4 separate regions of the Mus musculus genome follow, and regions 1, 3 and 4 are each linked to region 2. Evidence: chromatin contacts called from public promoter capture Hi-C data. All regions are on one chromosome and are shown on one strand. The core of a region is the stretch at or near the end of the contact, and the rest is flanking DNA. Distances in the headings are between cores, read along the strand shown.

The links. Promoter capture Hi-C pulls out the DNA fragments that hold promoters and counts their contacts.
Region 1: a promoter capture Hi-C map of pre-B cells shows a contact between it and region 2. The contact joins the promoter of Mcts1 here to the promoter of Zbtb33 in region 2. A contact is called at or near these places in 8 of 39 promoter capture datasets (the 3T3-L1 cell line, the C10 cell line, the HPC-7 cell line and 4 more), 3 of 115 datasets of contacts at active chromatin or transcription factors (memory CD8 T cells, microglia and pro-B cells) and 1 of 9 other capture datasets (liver).
Region 3: a promoter capture Hi-C map of pre-B cells shows a contact between it and region 2. The contact joins the promoter of Lamp2 here to the promoter of Zbtb33 in region 2. A contact is called at or near these places in 18 of 39 promoter capture datasets (the 3T3-L1 cell line, 3T3-L1-derived adipocytes, the C10 cell line and 12 more), 2 of 15 datasets of contacts at CTCF or cohesin (the NIH/3T3 cell line and large pre-B cells), 8 of 484 Hi-C or Micro-C datasets (the C10 cell line, CD4 T cells, CD8 T cells and 4 more), 15 of 115 datasets of contacts at active chromatin or transcription factors (the 230-238 cell line, T-cell acute lymphoblastic leukemia, astrocytes and 10 more) and 4 of 9 other capture datasets (adipose tissue, liver, macrophages and 1 more).
Region 4: a contact with region 2 is called in a promoter capture Hi-C map of liver. The contact joins the enhancer-like site here to the promoter of Zbtb33 in region 2. A contact is called at or near these places in 3 of 39 promoter capture datasets (the C10 cell line, the HPC-7 cell line and liver), 3 of 115 datasets of contacts at active chromatin or transcription factors (the 230-238 cell line, effector CD8 T cells and large pre-B cells) and 2 of 9 other capture datasets (adipose tissue and liver).

The regions. Positions count from the first base shown.
Region 1 is chrX:38,599,158-38,604,087 of GRCm38.p6, forward strand. Mcts1 (malignant T cell amplified sequence 1) reads left to right here and starts at 1,314. Exons shown (of 6, transcript NM_026902.4): 1 at 1,314-1,621; 2 at 2,772-2,924; 3 at 3,419-3,516. The coding sequence starts at 1,611.
Region 2 is chrX:38,188,314-38,193,118 of GRCm38.p6, forward strand. Zbtb33 (zinc finger and BTB domain containing 33) reads left to right here and starts at 1,480. Exons shown (of 2, transcript NM_020256.2): 1 at 1,480-1,769; 2 at 3,902-4,805. The coding sequence starts at 3,904.
Region 3 is chrX:38,453,734-38,458,453 of GRCm38.p6, forward strand. Lamp2 (lysosomal-associated membrane protein 2) reads right to left here and starts at 2,727. Exons shown (of 9, transcript NM_001017959.2): 1 at 2,516-2,727. The coding sequence starts at 2,570. It overlaps LOC115489130 (a long non-coding RNA gene), which reads right to left and starts at 2,509. Exons shown (of 2, transcript XR_003953097.1): 1 at 1,573-2,509.
Region 4 is chrX:38,482,810-38,487,179 of GRCm38.p6, forward strand. No RefSeq gene overlaps it. Among named protein-coding and RNA genes, the nearest start is that of Lamp2, 29 kb to the left of the region's middle. Within about 2 kb of position 2,907, at least 6 of the 459 cell types and tissues checked have an H3K27ac peak or open chromatin away from gene starts, as enhancers often do. A contact at or near this core is called in liver, where this site is marked.

The DNA of each region.
Region 1 (4,930 bases), core at 64-2,563, 410 kb after region 2:
TCTGGTGTGTCTGAAGACAGCGACAGTGTACTTACACATAATAATAAATAAATCTTTGGGCCGGAGTGAGCAGGGCCTGGGTGAGCAGAGGTTTGAGTTCAATTCTCAGCAACCACATGATGGCTCACAACCATCTGTACAGCTAGAGTGAACTCATATACATAAAATACATAAATAAATCTTTAAGAAAAATGTTTTAGAAAGTATTCAAAGCTTAATGTGGTGGCACATGCTTTTAATCCCAGTACGAGTGAGGCAGAAGCAGGCAGGCGTCTGAATTTGAGGCCAGTCTGATCACCATAAGGAGTTCCAGGTCAGCTAGCATATATAGTGAAACTCTGTCTCAGAGAAAAACAAACAAAACAAAACAAACAACAACCCCCTACCATACAACCAAAATGTATTTCTTTATCTTTTCATTTCACTTGTGACTACTATTACTGGAGCAGCAGTCTTTTTATTCTTTAAGGGAATTACCTTATTTTCCTTTTTTCATTTGTTTTCTTTTAGAGATAGGGTCTCAAGTCTTCTCCAACCCTTCAAGGTTTGTGATTAGGGCATGAGTTATCATGCCTGGGAGGAAATTACATTTTTGTTTGTGTTCAAGAAATCAATTTTATTTGTTTTGCTTCTTTTTCAAGACAGGCTCTCTGTGTAGTTCTAGTTGTTCCGGAACTAGTTCTGTAGACCAGGCTGGCTTTGAACTCAGAGATCATCAGCCTGTCCTGCCCCCACCCCCACCCCAACTCCCATCCCTGTACTGGTTGGTATTAAAAGCTTGTGCCAAGATGTCCTGTTACATTCCTGATTTATAGTTCAGTTTTTAACTATCAGAGTGAAGCAGGGGACAGCAACCTGATGACTTATTTGATAATTCTATGACAGCACTTCACTGTCCAATGATTATAGCTACCAGATTAAAAAAAAGGTTGTTCAATTAAATTCAGAAAAACAAGTAGTTCTTAGCATAAGCAAGGTCAAAACGTAGATGAAGTATACTTGCACCAAAAGGTGTTCACCTTATTTGAAATTCAAATTTGACTAGGTATCTTGTAATTTTATTTGCTGAACCTGACAACTTTGACATTAATTTAACATGAAGCTATGAGGCTCGCCTAGGCTCAAGCAGCTTGATAGGCATCAATTCACTCTGTTGCTTCAGATAGGAAGCAAAACCTATTATCCTTACAAACTATTTAGCATAGTGGTAGGTGGCAACAAAGACCTAAGAATCTTGACCCTTTGAGGAACCCGTAACTGACTGCCACAATTTCTGCTTTGATTGATTCCCTCCCCCACTCTATTCTTCCAGCAACCAGAAAGAATTGCTTGATCACTTCTTCCTTCTGAAGTCCCGCCCTTTCGGCTACCCCCAATGGAGACTAAGCTGTTACTGAAAAGGAGCCGACAAAAGCGTCAACGTGGAGTCGAGAGGAGCGGAAGTAGTCAGATTTCGCTAAGGGCCGTAAAGCGGATAGTGTTTTCGCCTTCCGGATTAACGACAGCAGCTCCGACTGTCAGTGCAGGCCTTCCTCGTGCTGGACCCTTCCTAATTCAATTTCCTTCCCATTCCGGGCCCTTCCCTATCGTCGCCCCTTTCACCTTGGATCATGTTCAAGAAGTAAGGACACGCTGTGGCCTCCATTGGCTGCTTAGAAAGGCGGTGGGGGTGGGGGTGGGGAAGAGGGAGAGAGCAAAGGTCCTCTTTCTCTCTCCCCCGCCCCTGCCATCCTGACTTCCTAAGGTTTTGTAAAGTATAGTACTATGCTCACTTCGGACTTGGACCACTTCTTTAAGCTTTCCATCCTTAATCTTCAGTCGGGGCTTGGCTCTCCCGCTCCCATTTCCTTTTTCCTTAGCCCTGTTCTGCCTTTCCAGCAGTGCTATCTCCATTCCTAGTATTCTACCAATCACATCCTTGCACTGTGATTTAGGGGCACATCCTCAGCTGAGAGGAGAGCCCTGCACTCTGCTATATGTTTATTAGTTATGAACTGAAAAAAGGAAGGCTTGACTTCCTGGGTCATGGCAGTGAGGGAGTCTGGGTGACAGGAAGCAAGCGGCTGGCCTGTCAAGCCTATTGCTAAGCTGCTAGATTAACCTTGTCTTGAGAACAACGTGGTAGCCCTATGTGCTAGTCTGTGTAAGGAAGACCAATTTCCTTGGAAACCTATCCAGTGGGTTTATCTTCCAGATCTGATAGACGCAAAAGGAAAAAAGGGGAACATGGGCAAAGGAAGGTGGGTTTTGTGCATGAAAATTTGAGCAAATCTGGACAGGGATTTTAAAATTATCTCACTATTTCTTTAAAAAAAAAAAAAACAAAAAACAACAGACTACATAGCCTGCTGGGGCTCTCATTCTTTTGTTATGCTTCGGTTAGTCTTTTGTATTTTAATGTGTGAGGTTTCTTTTAGATTAAAAAATAGATTTTTATTAAATAGATGGGAGTCTTTTTTTCCTTTGAGCAGAAATTTTCAGTAAAAGGCATTTTTGTTAGCTGACAACAGATTCTAGCATAACAATTTCTTTGCCCCCAATAATTGCAGTATGTATGAGAGTTTATTCTAATACTGTCTTTAACACGTTGGTTTTGTATTGTATAAGACAAATGGAAATTTGTATTTTAAAAACAATTTATTTCATAATTATTTTAAGCATGAGTACTTGCTTGGGAATAGATGATTAATTAGAACCTTACTTTTAGATTTCTGATTCTTCTGCTTAGCAATGCCCTTTTTTTTTCTCTTCAAAAAAAAATCATTTGCCAGATTTGATGAAAAAGAAAATGTGTCCAACTGCATCCAGTTGAAAACCTCGGTTATTAAGGGTATTAAAAATCAATTGCTAGAGCAATTTCCAGGTATTGAACCATGGCTTAATCAAATCATGCCTAAGAAAGACCCTGTGAAAATTGTCCGATGGTAAGTCCTTGTTTTTTTCCATGTAAAGATTAGAGTAGCTGAATATCAAAGGTTAGGTTGTTTTCATTCTAAATGGAATTATTATCGATAGAGCAATGATGAGAATAGACAGAGTTAACTCTAAAAGTTAGTTGTATTTCTATTTTCAAATCTTATCTATGTATATGAAAATGCTACTTTGTGTAATGTTTTATCAAAGACTTGTTTTTATTTATAAGTCGATTTATTTCAGTTTGCTCTTGAGATTTATTTTATACTTGACAGTGGAATTACAATAATAAAATGTAGAATGAAATTGGCTGTAGCATGTCATATTTCCTCTCTTTTTTTCTATATCGGACAGGTATTTTTTGGTCAGAATATTTACTGGAAAATAAGCTTAATGTATCTTTGTATGTGCATATTTCATGTTATAATTTTTATAGGATGTTTGACTTACATCCATTTTTGAACGAAAGTATCTAACTTTGTTCTCTGTGACATTTGTCTTACAGCCATGAACACATAGAAATCCTTACAGTAAATGGAGAATTACTGTTTTTTAGACAAAGAGAAGGGCCTTTTTATCCAACTTTAAGATTACTTCATAAATGTAAGTCTCTTATACATTAGAAAAAGTCCCTTCCCTCCAATGAAGCATTCATTAGTTCATCCATTCCATAAAAGCATGGAGTGGTGGCTCACAGATGGAATCACAGAGCTTAGGAAGCTGAGACAAGAAATTGATACAATTTTGAGGCCAGGCTGGGCTATAGGGTGATGCATTTCTCCCAAACAAAGACCCCAGAAATATTAATTCATTAATTATTTAGTGAACTTTCTTTGTTTTTTTTGTTTTGTTTTGTTTTTCGAGACAGGGTTTCTCTGTGTTCCCCCTGGCTGTCCTGGAATTCACTCTGTAGACCAGGCTGGTCTTGAACTCAGAAATCCGCCTGCCTCTGCCTCCCAAGCGCTGGGATTAAAGGCGTGCGCCACCACTGCCCGGCTTTTAGTGAACTTCATATGTGGTAGGCACTGGGCTACTTATTAAGAAATACAATTATAAGCAAAGACAGACGACATAGTTTCCTGTCCTTATTGTAGTTGGAAGAATAGACCACTGTGTAATTATAAACATATACATAAACTAAAAAAGGGCTTTAAACATTTTCATTTAAGTTTGTTACTAGAGTTCTGTAATTATCTGTGCATTGGGTAAAAATGGAAATCCTATTTATTACTAATTAAATACATGGATAGATGTCTTGACATTAAATAATGTTTATTTCATATATACATTTACAGATTGTTAGTTTGAATATATTACAAAAAGTTGAAGATATAATTCCAATGAACAAGAACTATTCAAATGGAAGCAAATATTTCCTATTCAGTTTGGTATTGTTGCCAAGAGGCAGAAGGAAGGGTAGTGACTTATAGGCTCTATTGATGATGAGTATTGGTGGTGATTAAATGAATTTATCTCCTTGTAAAAACCAAAGTCATTCAACCACACCACAAGGAGATAAACTTTTTTTTTTTTTTTTTTTTTTTTTTTTTTGGTTTTTTGAGACAGGGTTCTCTGTGTAGCCCTGGCTGTCCTGGAACTCACTTTGTAAACCAGACTGGTCTCGAACTCAGAAATCCACCTGCCTCTGCCTCCTGAGTGCTGGGATTAAATTTTTAATTGCCTAGTGTTACAGAGGTCAGGAGTAGCAAAACTGTTAGGCAGTTTTTTAAGCAGGTGAGATATTTTAATATTTATAAAACTAAGTATTAATTATTCAGTTAAGCATTGATTTTTTTTTCAGATTAAGACCTGATAGAAATTAAATCCTGGGGGCTGGAGAGATGGCTCAGAGGTTAAAAGCACAGGCTGGTCTTCCAGAGGTTCCAAGTTCAATTCCCAGTAACCACATGGTGGCTCACAATAGTCTAATAATGAGATCTGGTGCCTTCTTCTGGCCTTCAGGCCTACATGCAGGAAGAATGCTATATATATATATATATATATATATATATATATA
Region 2 (4,805 bases), core at 230-2,729:
ACTCAAATGATATGTACTCACTGATAAGTAGATATTAGCCCAGAAACTTAGTATACCCAAGATATAAGATACAATTTGCAAAACACATGAAACTGAAGAAGAATGAAGACCAAAGTGTGGACACTTTGCCCCTTAGAATTGGGAACAATCACCCATGGAAGGAGTTATATAGACGAAGTTTGGAGCTGAGACAAAAGGATGGACCATCTAGAGACTGCCATATCCAGGGATCCATCCCATAATCAGCCTCCAAACGATGACACCATTGCATACACTAGCAAGAGTTTGCTGAAAGGACCCTCATATAGCTGTCCCTTGTGAGACTATGCCGGGGCCTAGCAAACACGGAAGTGGATGCTCACAGTCAGCTATTGGATGGATCACAGGGCCCCCAATGGAGGAGCTAGAGAAAGTATCCAAGGAGCTAAAGAGATCTGCAACCCTGTAGGTGCAACAACATTATGAACTAACCAGTACCCTGGAGCTCTTGACTCTAGCTGCATATGTATCAAAAGATGGCCTAGTCGCCGTCACTAGAAAGAGAGGCCCATTGGACATGCAAACTTTATATGCCCCAGTACAGGGGAACGCCAGGGCCAAAAAGTGGGACTGGGTGGGTAGGGGAGTGGGGGGGTGTGTGTGGGACTTTTGGGCTAGCATTGGAAATGTAATTGAGGAAAATACATAATAAAAAATATTTTAAAAAATAATGATAAACAATACAAATATTATTGCCTTTCAAGGTAGGGCTCATTTGACACTATTTGGTTTGTTATTCCTTCTCTGTAGTTCTATACTTTTAAAATACTTTTATTCGTGTGTATGTACCTGCCGAGCCCTCTGAAATGAGAGAAACTTGTCTTATCTGCTTTTCTATCCCACAGGGCCTGGAGTATATTTGCTGCAGATCAAATGTGATCTCTATGTTAATAGATATGCAGTTAACAAGATATTGCATGCACCATTTAACATTCGATTAACAAGAGTTATCAGAACACAGGTTTCTTCTTAAAAGTAGACAGTGTAATGTGGTTTTCTTGTTATCCTACAATTTGAATTAGTATGAGTTAAATTTTAGTATGCAGATTGTATTCAAGGTGGCTTGTTATCCAAGCAACAGGCTAACAGGGCAGACTTCAAACATGCAAAAGAACTGGAATTTATACAACCTCTGAACATTTTTAAGCCCTCGGGACTTAAGGGAGTTTGAACAAACAAGACTAGCCTCCCTGCCACTCCTAACAGTGTCATCGGATCTTTGTCTGTCTCACGGAGCCGAGCTCTTAAGAGAATCACAGAACACTTAGAAAAATGCTTCGCAGTCACGGAAAGAGCCGAAGGCGGGCTTCGCGCTCTTCCGGACAACCCCGGGCTGCTCTCGGAAGAGGAAGGCGAGGAAGCCACGCCTCCCACGCTGCGCCCTCTGTCGGCGGAGCCCGGCGCCCGAGCCGCGTCCGTGGAAGCCGCTTTGACGTCGGCGGAAACTGGAGCGACATTTAAAGCGGCAGCAGCGGCGCTGCGGAGTCCGGCTGCTTGGGGTAGGACTCTGACCCTGCCTCGGCCCCGAGGAGGAGAAAGCGGCCGCCGCGGAGCAGGTGAGGAGTGGGCTGGGCACCGGGCCCGGGAGACGGAGCCCGCCTACGCCTTCCATGCCCTGGCCGCGCCTACGCTTGCGGCCGCCTCGCTTGAACCAGGAAGCAGCGGAGCCCGAGGCCTTGGCTCCTCTGCTCTTTCTTTGTGTGGGTCCCGGAGCTCTACCAAGAGAACCGGTAAGGCGCGGCGTGGTCCCCTTCTCTGTCCAGTGCCAGAGGCACCCGGTACCCTTGCATAAGCCTTAGGGCGTGGGGGACGCCGCCAAGTACCCACTTGGCTTTCTCCCTCTCCATTCGTCCGCTTTGGGGGGCGGGGAAGGGGGCTCTTTTCCCACCTCCCTACTAGTTTGATTGAGCTTTACTATGGGGCCCATCCTCCTCTTTAGATCCTTCTTTGGACACAACAATGCTTCCGGCTTCGCATGGCCCGCTACCCCCAACAGAGTACCCTTAGGAGCTAGGCCTACTTTCTTCAACACCCCTCAACCCCCCTGCCTTCGTTCTGCTGTTTGCATCGCCATCCCTGTTTGTGTTTTCACGTGAATTGACGTTTAAAAGCTCAGTTGCACCAAAGTTCAAAGGAAGAAGAGGGAGATGGTGGAAGAGGGAGAGATGGACAACAGCTGCAGGGAGCCCTGTAGTGTTGGTTTGTTTCCCCCCCTCTGGCCCGTGGCATTTTTCTCTTCCCTACTGTCACCAGCCTTCTAAACCAGCCAACAACCAAAGATGTGTTACACAATGCTATGAGATGCCTTTTCCGTAGGCAGGTCGCAAATCTCTGGGGAGGAAAGGTTTGAGACCCACTTGGGGTGATCCTGGGCTAACCCTGACCAGCTGGATACCTAATCAAAATGAAACCAGGTCCCAGTATCACCTAGACACCTACATTTGAATCATTCCCATGTTGGAAAAAAAAAACCCTTATTTTCCAATTATAAAAATCATGTGGCCATATACAGAAATCTCTCCACTTGAAAGTGGTTTCTGTTGAAACCTTCATGTTTTGGATTGTTGGCAGATTGTCTAAAGGTCACACTTTGTGATGAATGCCTTTGTGATTGCCTGTAATTCCTTGGTGCTGTTAAAATGGAGTAGCTAACATGGTTTTAATTTTTGGCTTTTAGACTTTTAAAGTTATGATGTTTTAAATACAGAGATACTCATGCCTCCCTTGTGTGTTTATATGTGAGCATGTGTGTGTGTGTGTGTGTGTGTGTGTGTGTGTGTTTGTGTGTGTGTGTGTAAGTACCAGGTGACAGTGACATTCTTTAGTAACTTATTAATAAAATAATTCTCTACCAAATGTACTTAGCAAGGAATGGTTAATATATAATATTTGTATAACATGTGTTTTGTGCTTATAAGTATTTTAATATGCATATGGGTCCTTTGCACTTCAGATGCACTCTGAACTCAATAGCTTCCGTGAAATGCCAAAAGAAAGTGTTTGGAGTGTCCCACAGCAGCAACAGTTGCCTGCTTCTCTGTTGTAACTAGTTACTGTTTTTGCTTGCACTGACTCCTTTGAAGAGAACTGGGTCTTCTACAAGTGAACATCATTCTTTACCAACAACATATGTTTGCAGTTTTTATGTAAATAGGCACCGAGGAGGGGCGCTCTCCCTTTCTGTTTGTTTCTTCACTAGAGTATGTGTTGACTTCACTTGGCACTCTGTCTAACGCTGCATCTCTACAAAGTGCAAGGCAGAATAGAAGGATAAGGGGTAGGTAGAAATAATGGGAAATTGTGAGGCGCTAATTGTCAGTGTCCGTAATTGGCCTTGGCTGTGAGGGTGAACTTTTGAATAGGATGTAACTAATAAGATTAGAGGTGAAGTTGAAGGGTATAAATTTCAGACTAAATATTAAACACACTAAACTTTTCTGGCATTTGAAGAAGTAATTCATATGCTTAATGGTGAAGATTTTTCTTAAAATGAAAAATTCTTATCTCTTGAGGAAAAATGAAGTAAAGTTGGGACTAGGAAAGTGAATTCTAAGTTTAAAAGGGTGATTAGTGGAAATGCATTTTCCTGAATTTCAAAGGAAGGCGACCAAGGAGATTATTGTTCAGATCTGCATGGCAATTTCAAAGTTTCTTGACATTTCTCAGAGTAAGTCCTAAGATTTGACACACAGTCAAAAGCTAGTGTATGTAAGAGCATGTTTAAAGGTCAAGATTTACACCAAATATTGACTAAAATGTAAACTGTTTACCATACCTATGCCTCACATTTCGAATAGTCAGGTACTTTGGGGTTTTTCCCTCCCTAATCCTCCCCTCTTTCCCTCTTCTCTTTCCCTTATAGGCATGGAGAGTAGAAAACTGATTTCTGCTACAGACATTCAGTACTCTGCCAGTCTGCTGAACTCCTTGAATGAACAGCGTGGCCATGGTCTCTTTTGTGATGTTACTGTTATTGTGGAAGACCGAAAATTCCGGGCCCATAGGAACATCCTTTCAGCCTCGAGTACATACTTCCATCAGCTCTTCTCAGTTGCTGGGCAAGTTGTTGAACTAAGCTTTATAAGAGCTGAGATTTTTGCAGAAATTCTGAACTATATCTACAGTTCCAAAGTTGTCCGTGTTAGAGCAGATTTGCTTGACGAGTTAATTAAATCAGGGCAGTTACTAGGCGTGAAATTTATAGCAGAGCTTGGTGTCCCACTGTCACAGGTTAAAAGCATATCAGGTACAGAACAGGATGGTACTGCTGAGACCTTACCTTCTAGTTCTAGTGACAAAAGCCTTGACATGGAAAAATCAAAAGATGAAGCCCAAGATAATGGGGCTACAGTAATGCCCATTATAACTGAGTCTTTTTCACTATCTGCTGAAGATAATGAAATGAAAAAGATCATTGTTACTGACTCAGATGATGATGATGATGACGATGTCATTTTCTGCTCTGAAATTTTGCCTGCAAAGGAGGATTTGCCAAGTAACAACACAGCAACACAGGTCCAGCCTAACCCAGCCTCTGTTGCTATTTCGGAAGTGACACCTTGCGCTAGCAATAACTCGCCCCCTGTAACAAACATCACACCTACTCAACTTCCCACTCCTGTGAATCAGGCAACTCTAAGCCAAACACAAGGAAGTGAAGAATTGCTAGTGTCTTCAGCTTCAACACATCTGACTCCTAACATTATTTTGTTAAATCAGGCTCCACTTACTGCACCACCGAGTGCCAGTTCTTCACTCCCAAATCA
Region 3 (4,720 bases), core at 1,477-3,976, 270 kb after region 2:
CCTGTAACTCCCTTGCTGAAGTTGTGGATGGAATCAGCTCAGGAAACATCTACAAGGATGGATCTAGTTAACTACAAGCCACTAGGTTTGAGCTGTTCTTCTATGCACTAAGCCTTATCTGTTTACTTTCTGCAATGAGCGTGTACTGCTTTTTTAAATGCAAAAGAAAAGACTTCATTAAAAAAAAATTAATGGCACAAAAGCCAGCACATAGGTAATGTACTTTTCTCACTTTCTCTGAACAATAACAGCATTATGTTTGTGCAGATTCAATTGGCAGGGAATTACTGGTTAATAGGCCTTTGTCAGATGTTCTCTCATCACTGATAAGGTGTTTTCCACTGCAAACAAGCCTCTCTTTGGGGGTCAGCCAGTAAGTGCCTCACAGGTAAGGCTAAGAATTAGGTGTGCGTGCCAAGCCTCGTGACCCAACTTCAGAAGTGTTAGAGGAGTTTCTTACACAGTATGGTCAGCTAGATCAAGGGCCTGCAAATATATTAGAGTCAGAACGTTCTGGTCTATGGAAGACGTCACAGAGTCTCGGCTTAGGTGAATTATATCTGCTGGCATTTACTAGTATTAGAAATGAAAGTTGATAAATTAAGAAATGGCGAGGACAATAGAATCATATCAGCACATATTATGTATACAACATCTAGAAAACTCTACTGTGTATAAGCAAAAGTCTAGGAGGAAAAGAAGAAAGACCTTAATATGGTTGGGGAAGGTTTTCATTCCAAAGGCTCCCTAGTAAGCGTCTTGGGAGTCACGGGAGGAGCCCACTGGATGCTGTGCTCTCACATTTGGCACTGCTGATGTTGAAAGAGAGAACTCTTTCTTGAGAGGGGCTGTTCCTGTCCTTGCAAGCAGGTTAGCAGGATCCCTGGCCTCTATCCACTCGAAGCTGCCCAGTGGGACACACAAAAATTCCTCTGGACTACATATATCTATACAAATACTTATAAGCATCTAATAACAAAAAAACAGAAGGCATGGGTTTGAATAAGGGAAGGGAGAAGTATATGGGAAGATTTAGAGGTGGAGAAGGGAGGGGGAAATATAATTGAAATACAATCTCAAAAAAAAAAAAACCTCAAAAGCTATTATGGAAAAAAATTAATGCCTCTAAGAAGATATTGCCAAATGCCCACTGTGTAAGAACACACTGTACCAGTTGATTCTATCCCACCAACATGTGAATTACAAATGCAATTCTTTTGCTTTCTCAAAGCCCCCTCAATAGGCCTATCTCCAGCCCATTCTGGTGGGTCTTTTTCTTCTATCTCTTTATTAAAGCACAAACAGCAGAAGGCACAAGGTAACAAGGAGCAGAGTAAATCAGGTCAGGAGGACACTGGGATCAAAGTTCAAGCCTAGGCTGTTATGGACTCTCAAGTCTATTGGGACAGATCACAAACAACCAACATTATTAACCCAGCAACTCTTCCCACCACTTTAAAACCACGACTAAGCTGACCTGTAGTGAGGAAAAAAAAGAAGCAGAAAAAAAAAAAAATCCAAGCGGTTGTGAAGAAAATGGATTGAATATACAAAGCTCAGATACACAATTACCATCTTGGAAGCTCCCCGGCTTTAGCATCTAGGGGTATTTCTGTCCGGTGTCTGGCTGGGAGGAAGTAGCGAAAGTTATTCGAGAAAAACAAACAAAGCAACAAAAATCAAGCAAACCAACAACAATAACAAAAAAAAAAAAAAAAACAAAACGAAACAAAAAAACCGAGATCCTCACCACCTTTAAGTCAGATACTCACCCCCCACCAAAGTTATCAACTCATCCCTTTAGTCTCCAGAGGTTGGATATAACTTTTCTTTCCGGAAGTTACTCCAGCCCCAGTCACTATATGTATATGTATGTACGTGTGTGTGTATCCCTTCACTCTCAAAACTCCAAGGCCATTCCTTAGCTCTTCAATCACTGCTTCTCCCAGCCTCAAGTCCTACCTACAAAGCTCCCAAAACGGTGTCTCTGTCCCTTGGGCCCTACTGTCCTATCTACCTACCCCCCTATGCCCTCCCCCTCCCCAATAATTTCACGAGGGTACAGCGCCTTCCGTTCCAAATTCATTTCTCGCTCTACACTTTTTTTTCACCATCTTTAAAACTCTCCCCTGATCCAGGAAACCAAGCCTCCCCGGTGTCTGCTCCCCGACTCTTTTTCCAAGTTGCTCTCTCTAGCCCAGAGGTCTAGAACTCTGCGCTCCTCTTGCCTAATCCCTTGACGTCGTCCTCCCTCGTCCCCTTACTTGCCCCGCTGTTACTCTCAGAGGCCCTCCTGGCGGGCCATCCCACGGCCAGGCCTTCCTCCAGGTCGTGTGTCCCCCCCTCCCGGCCCCCCCGCGTCCCCCCTCCGCCGCCGCCTCGGGCCGCCGCCGCCCAGTGTCAGCTGTTCGGTCTCTCAAAGCCTTCTCAAAGACCAGTCTTTCAGGTTGTGGCCTTTGAAACTCCCCGATCCCCCGGGCCCGGCTCAAAGACACCAGAGGGCCCGAAAACTCACCTAGGAACAGAAAGATCAGGATGAGCTTTGCGCCTTTAACCGGAGAGAGGCACATCGTGATCCCTCAGGCCAGGCGACCACCGGACCGACAATTCCAACGAATCCCCTCGCAGCCCTGCGGAAGCGAAAGCACGAGAGACCACCGACCGAGGCACCCAGGCACCGCAAAAGCCTGGACTCGCCGCTTCAGCTGGAGTCATAAGACCAGGGGCGGGGTTCTTTATTCCTTTCAGCCAATCAGCATGCTTAGAAACTGAGAGGGAGGCGGTGATGTCCGGGCAGGAGGGCGGCGTGGCCACGCCCTGGCTTTTTGGTTCACAGCCATTATTAAACTAGAAAGAGTTGTGCGAGGAGGGCATTTTTTTAAGGCTAGCAGGAAAGGAGGAACTTTGATGCTTGTAGACAGTGGGTTATTTCTATTCTAGGTCCTTGAGAACAAACAGCATCATTTTTTCTGGCAACAAAACGGCTGCTAGGCCTCTCAAGATATATATGTATGTAAATTTATATATGAAAATATATGTAAAAAATAATACACGATTATTCAAGTATAGAGACCACCTACACAGTTTATACTATAGGTGGATAGGGAAGCTAGGGGGTATGGAGTCATTAACGACCAGATCAGACCATGCTCTTGAAGTTCAAAGTTATAACACTCTCTTTCCTTGATGGGGAAATTGAAGTCAGAAAGAGGAAGCATATTTTTAAATAGAGGAAGAAAAAAAGAGAGAGAAATAAGAATAGAAGGAAATCAAGATCACTCCCATTACTACCCAGAGACACTCTTTACAAAATACATAAACTCCCAGATATTTTTCTATCTGGAATACAAATACAGTTAATGTTCTCTAATGAGTTCATACTAACCCGTATTCTGTACGCTTGCCAAGTGAACAGTAAACAAACATGTCTCAAAACAACAGAGGAAAACAACATTAACGTAAAACTCCAGAGTTGGAATAAAGCAATGACCTTCAAATGTTGCTTCCCAAAACACACACACTCACACACACACACACACACACACACACACTCTTCTCAGGGATTTTGGAAGTAGTTTTTGTTTTGTTTATTTTACCTGATGATGCCTTAGAGACTCTGAAACAAATGCCCTTTTTCCTACAAGCTTACTGTTTGTTTGAGGTTTAATCCTCACTAAGTTGCCTAATAGTTTGACCTTACACTTAAAGTATAGCTGTAGTTCAGGTGGCACTTGAACATATGATTCCTCTGCCTCGGCATGCCTAGTAGCTTGGATTGCAGGGTTTCTCCTCCCATCCTGTCTTATTCCTTTACTAAACAAACACCTGGGGTGATTCTGATGCTGAGGCCCATGAACTGCACTTAGAAAAGTACTAAAAGCCGTGGTGGCGCATGCCTTTAATCCCAGCACTCCAGAGGCAGAGGTAGGCAGATCTCTGTGAGTTTGAGGTCAGCCTGTTCTACAGAGCAAGTTTCAGGACAGCCAGGTTCTGTTTGCACAGAGAAACCCTGTTTCAAAACAAACAAACAAATAAAAAGACAAAGAGAAGCTCTAAAACATAGCTTCAAAGTCATGCAGTTTGGGAGATCTTTAATCTGTGGCTCTATTTAAAAATAAGCTTAAGAAGAGATTTGTGGGGGCAGTTTAGTGAATTCTCAGAAATTCCATGAGACACTGGTGAGGATTTTTCTGTGGAACTTTATAGATTTAGTTAATTCTACCCCAGTCCCCCACTCCAACCCAAATATTCATAACCACAAATCTGCATTCTGTTGTTGTTGTTGTTTTTGACAGGGTCTCCCTACATGGCCCTGGCCGGCCTGGATCTCATATAGACCAGGCTGGCCTAGAACTCACAGAGATCCCCCGGCCTCCATCTCCAGTGCTGGGATTAAGTGTGTGCACAATCCAGCCTGACTGGAAGATCACTGATAAACCCTTTCCCCGGTATTAGGACAATGAATCATGTAAAGAGAGACCCTGTGAATATAGTGAATATAATCAAAGTGTGCCCTACGAATGTATGAAAAAGGTCACACTGAAGTCTATTAGTGTGTATAAATCACAAATGTTATTTATGATTTAAAAAAAAAAGACAATATTGACGGGGCCTGGTGGTAAACAACTTTAATCCCAGCACTAGAGAGTCAGATGCAGGAGGATCTCTGTGAGGGATTTTTGAGTTTGAGGCTAGCCTGGTCTACAGAGTGAGTTTGAGT
Region 4 (4,370 bases), core at 1,657-4,156, 300 kb after region 2:
GACCACAGTGTAGATACTTTGGTCCTTCTTAGAAAGGGGAACAAAAATATCTATGGGAGGAGATACAGACACAAAGTGTAGAGCAGAGATTGAAGGAAAGGTCATCCAGAGACTGCCCCACCTAGGGATCCATCCCATATACAGACACCAAACTTGACACTACTGCTGATGCCAAAAAGTGCTTGCTGACAGTAGCCTGTTATTGCTGTCTCCTGAGATGCTCTGCCAGTGCCTGACAAATACAGAAGTAGAGGCTCTCAGCCAACCAGTAGACTGAACATAGGGTCCCCAATGGAGGAGTTAGAGAAAGGACTGAAGGACCTGAAGGGATTTGCAGCCCCATAGGAAGAACAACAATATGAACCAACCAGTACTCCCAGAGCTTCCAGGGACTAAACCGCCAACCAAAGAGTACACATGGAGAGACCAATGGCTCCTGTCACATAAGCAGAGGATGGCCTTGTGGGACATCAATGAGAGGAGAGGCCCTTGGTCCTGTGAAGGGTCTATGCCCCAGTGTAGGGGAATGCCAGGACAGGGAGGGGGTGGGGTGGGAGAGCACCCTCATAGAAGCAGGGGTGGGTGAGGGGATGTAATAGGGGATTTCCAAAGGGGAAACCAGGAAAGTGGATAACATATGAAATGTCAATAAATAAAATATCCAATAATATATATACACCAGTTCCAGTGAGTATTCTCTAGATATATATATAGATATAGATATATAGATAGATATAGTATATAGTATACATGCACATACATACATGTGGATCAGATGGAAGCTCTCTTCTACTGCTCTAATGCCATGCCTGCAATGGCCTGCTGCCATTCTCGCCACCATTATGGTCCTAGAATTGTAAGCCCCAGATTAGATGCTTTCTTTTATAAGTTGCCTTGCCCATAGTGTTTTGTGGACATCAATAGAAAAGAAAGGAAGACATTCCTAGAGGTCAGGGCATGGCCTGTCACAAGTTGAACTTTACAAAAGCAGACGCTGAGATGGAATTTAAGGTGTGGATTGAGTGTGTTTAGAGATTAATCACTATGAAAGGAAAGAGTGGAGAGCCAGATGAAGAGATGAAGAAAAAAAAAAAGCTGAACTTCAGCACCAGATCAATGAGGCCTGGGCCAAATCCACAGGACAGTGCTGGTGAGTGTTGCCACTTGTCTCAGTGGGAAGACAAAGGCAGGGCTTCACACTTCACACAGTGTCTCCCTCAATTCCTGCATGGTGTTTGTTTCAGCTTGTTAACCACCACACCCCTTCTATATTTTCACCAGAATCTCTGGGTTTGAGTGTGGTTACCAAGCATTACCAATGCTCCTTCTTCAAGCTCTACTTGAGAACCCAGCAGAGGATGGACTGACAAAGGACGTGGACCACACTCCTCAGGGCTAGACGCAGCACCCTTGCTGTTGCAAACTGGAGGAAGAGCGTTTCCTCTCAGCACTCACCTCTGTAAGACTCCGAAGACAGAAATAACAAGCTCAGTAAGAAAGGAACCTGTGGCACATGCCGTAAGGACACGTGTAACAGACGTTTCTTGAACATACCAGAGAGTCACAAGCACTTGGTGTGCCTCATCCATTAAGTGCTGAGGAGACACAATAGAGAAAGGACTATTAGAGAAGAACCCTGAGGAACAGAAATAACGTTACCAATGCTGCTTCTGCAAGGTCTACTTGAGAACCCAGCAGAGGATGCACTGGCAAAGGACGGGAATGCCTCTCTCAGCATCTAGAGATAGAATTCAGGGGATGCACACAATGTGAAAGGAAAACAGAGCATAATCGTCTAAAGCAGTGGTTCTCAGCCTTCCTATAACTGAGACCCTTTAATATATGTCTTAGGGTTTATACTGCTGTGAACAGACACCATGACCAAGGCAAGTCTTATAAAACACAACATATAATTGGGGCTGCCTTACAGGTTCAGAGGTTCAGTCCATTATCATCAAGGCAGGAAGCTTGGCAGCACTCAGGCAGGCATGGCACAGGAGGAGCTGAGAGTTCTACATCATCTGAAGGCTGCTTGCAGAATACTCACTTCCAGGAAGCTAGGACTAGAGTATTAAAGCCCACACCCACAGTGACACACGTACTCCAAGGCCATACCTGCTAAGAGTGCCATTCCCTGGGCCAAGCATATTCAAACCATCACAATACACTTCCTCATATTGTGGTGACCCCCAACCATAACATTGTTTTCGTTGCTACTCCATAATGGTAAATTTGCTACAGTTAAGAATCATACTGTTGAAAGATCCTGGCAGAATGTAAAAGGACACAGAAGCCCTGAAATTGGCAAGATAGACGTCAGTGTTAGCAGAACTAGCTTCACTGATTTAGAAAAATAGAGGTGCACAATGCTCTGGCCACTCCTTGAACCTGTGTGTCTGCCAATGTTCTGACCAGGTGTGTGCCCATTGCTGCACCTTCATTAGACTCTTTCCTTGTACCCCTCCCATACTCATTTCTTGAGAATAGACATTGTTTAGATCTGGAAATCCCCTAATCTCCCCCTTCTCCTTTCCCCCCTGAGGGCCTATAAAAACTGGGAACTCTTTCCCCTCGAGGTCGACTCCTCTACCCCTGCGTGGGATATGAGTCGTCCACAGAGCTCTGGCTTTCCCCGAATAAAGCCTCATGTGGTTTGCAACAAGCTCAATCTGTCGTGAGTTCTTGGGTATCCGCTATTGTCCTGAGGCCTGAGAGAGGGGCTCCTCTCGGAGTCTTTCATTTGGGGGCTCGTCCCGGGATTGGCGTGACCACCCACATCTCCGAAGACCCAGTTGGAGGTGAAATTTTTTGTCCAAAATATTTCTGTAAGCCGGCTAGGTTCTGTGCTGAAATTTGCAGCCGCAACGTCGACCTTTGCCTCGGGATGAGGCACTGAGTGTAAACAGCAGACGTGCTGGAATCACCGGCTGCTGTTCGCTCTGGGGGACGCCCTGAGCGAGGGGAAGGACTCTAGGAGTCCGTCTGGGGCAGGGAGTGTACTCCCTCGACCATCTGTATTTCTGATGCCCTGAGCGAGGGGAAGGACTCTAGGAGTCCGTCTGGGGCGGGGAGTGTACTCCCTTGACCATCTGTATTTCTGAAGCCCTGAGCGAGGGGAAGGACTCTAGGAGTCTGTCTGAGGCGGGGAGTATACTCCCTTGACAATCTGCATTTCTGAGTTGGTTTTGTCTGTTTGATGGAAAACAGGCATCTGTCAGTGTGTGTTTGTTTTTTTTTTGTGTCTGTTTTCAGGCATTTGTCAGTGTGTATTTGTTTTTTGTGTCTGTTTTCAGGTATTTGTCAGTGTGTGTATGTGTGTTTTCTGTGTTTGTTTTGTATTTTCCATGGTACTGGACGGACTGTAACAACCCCCCTAAGTTTGACATTAGACCACTGGACTGAAGTTAGATCAAGGGCCCATAATCTTTCAGTAGAAATTAAGAAGGGACCCTGGCAGACTTTCTGCGCCTCCGAGTGGCCGACTTTTAATGTAAAATGGTCACTGGAAGGGACTTTTGGTTTACTCTTTATCTTTGAGGTTAAAGCCATTGTTTTTCAGAGTAAACCTTGGTCCCACCTGGATCAACAGCCTTACCTCATTCAGAATTCACCGCCATAAATCAAACCATGGGTTCCCCCACGCCTCTCAGAGCCCTCCCCCGGCTGCTCCCATGCACTGGAGTGGGTCAGCACAGTGCCCTCCCTTTCTGCCCTAAGAAGCAGTCCCTGCACCCGGCTCTGAGATTGCTAAAGGCACAGTCTGAGGACCGAGGACCTACAGCTGGGACCCGGAGCCGACAAGCCCAGAGTCCCCCAGCAGATGAAGCTCCTGACGCCACTTCTGCCTTTTCCTTTGCGAGCTATGGGCAACCTGCCCACAGACAGGCAGTTTCTGCAGACCCTCCAATATTGGCCTTTTTCATCGGCTGATCTGTACAATTAGAACACTGGGTTCCCTCTGGACCGGCCAGATTAGAACTACAACACGGCGCAAGGTAAGGAGAGGTTGACAGTTTACTGGCCAGGCTCTAGTCTAAAGGGAGCGATGAGACGCCCCACCAATTTGGCTAAGGTAAGAGAAGTGATGCAGGGCCTTACAGAGCCCCCATCTGTTTTTCTAGAAAGATTGATAGAAGCTTATAGATACTATACTCCTTTTAACCCGACCTCTGAGGGTTAACAAGCCGCGGTTGCTATGGCTTTTAAAGATTACATGCCATGGCTTTACAAGATTTAGTTAAGGAGGCAGAGAAGGTGTATCACAAGAGAGAAACAGAGAGAGAATACAGGAGAGGAATTTAAGCAGGATTTTGGCGGCAGTAGTAGGGGAACGTGAAGGAAGGAACAGGCCAGAGAATAGACAGACAGGG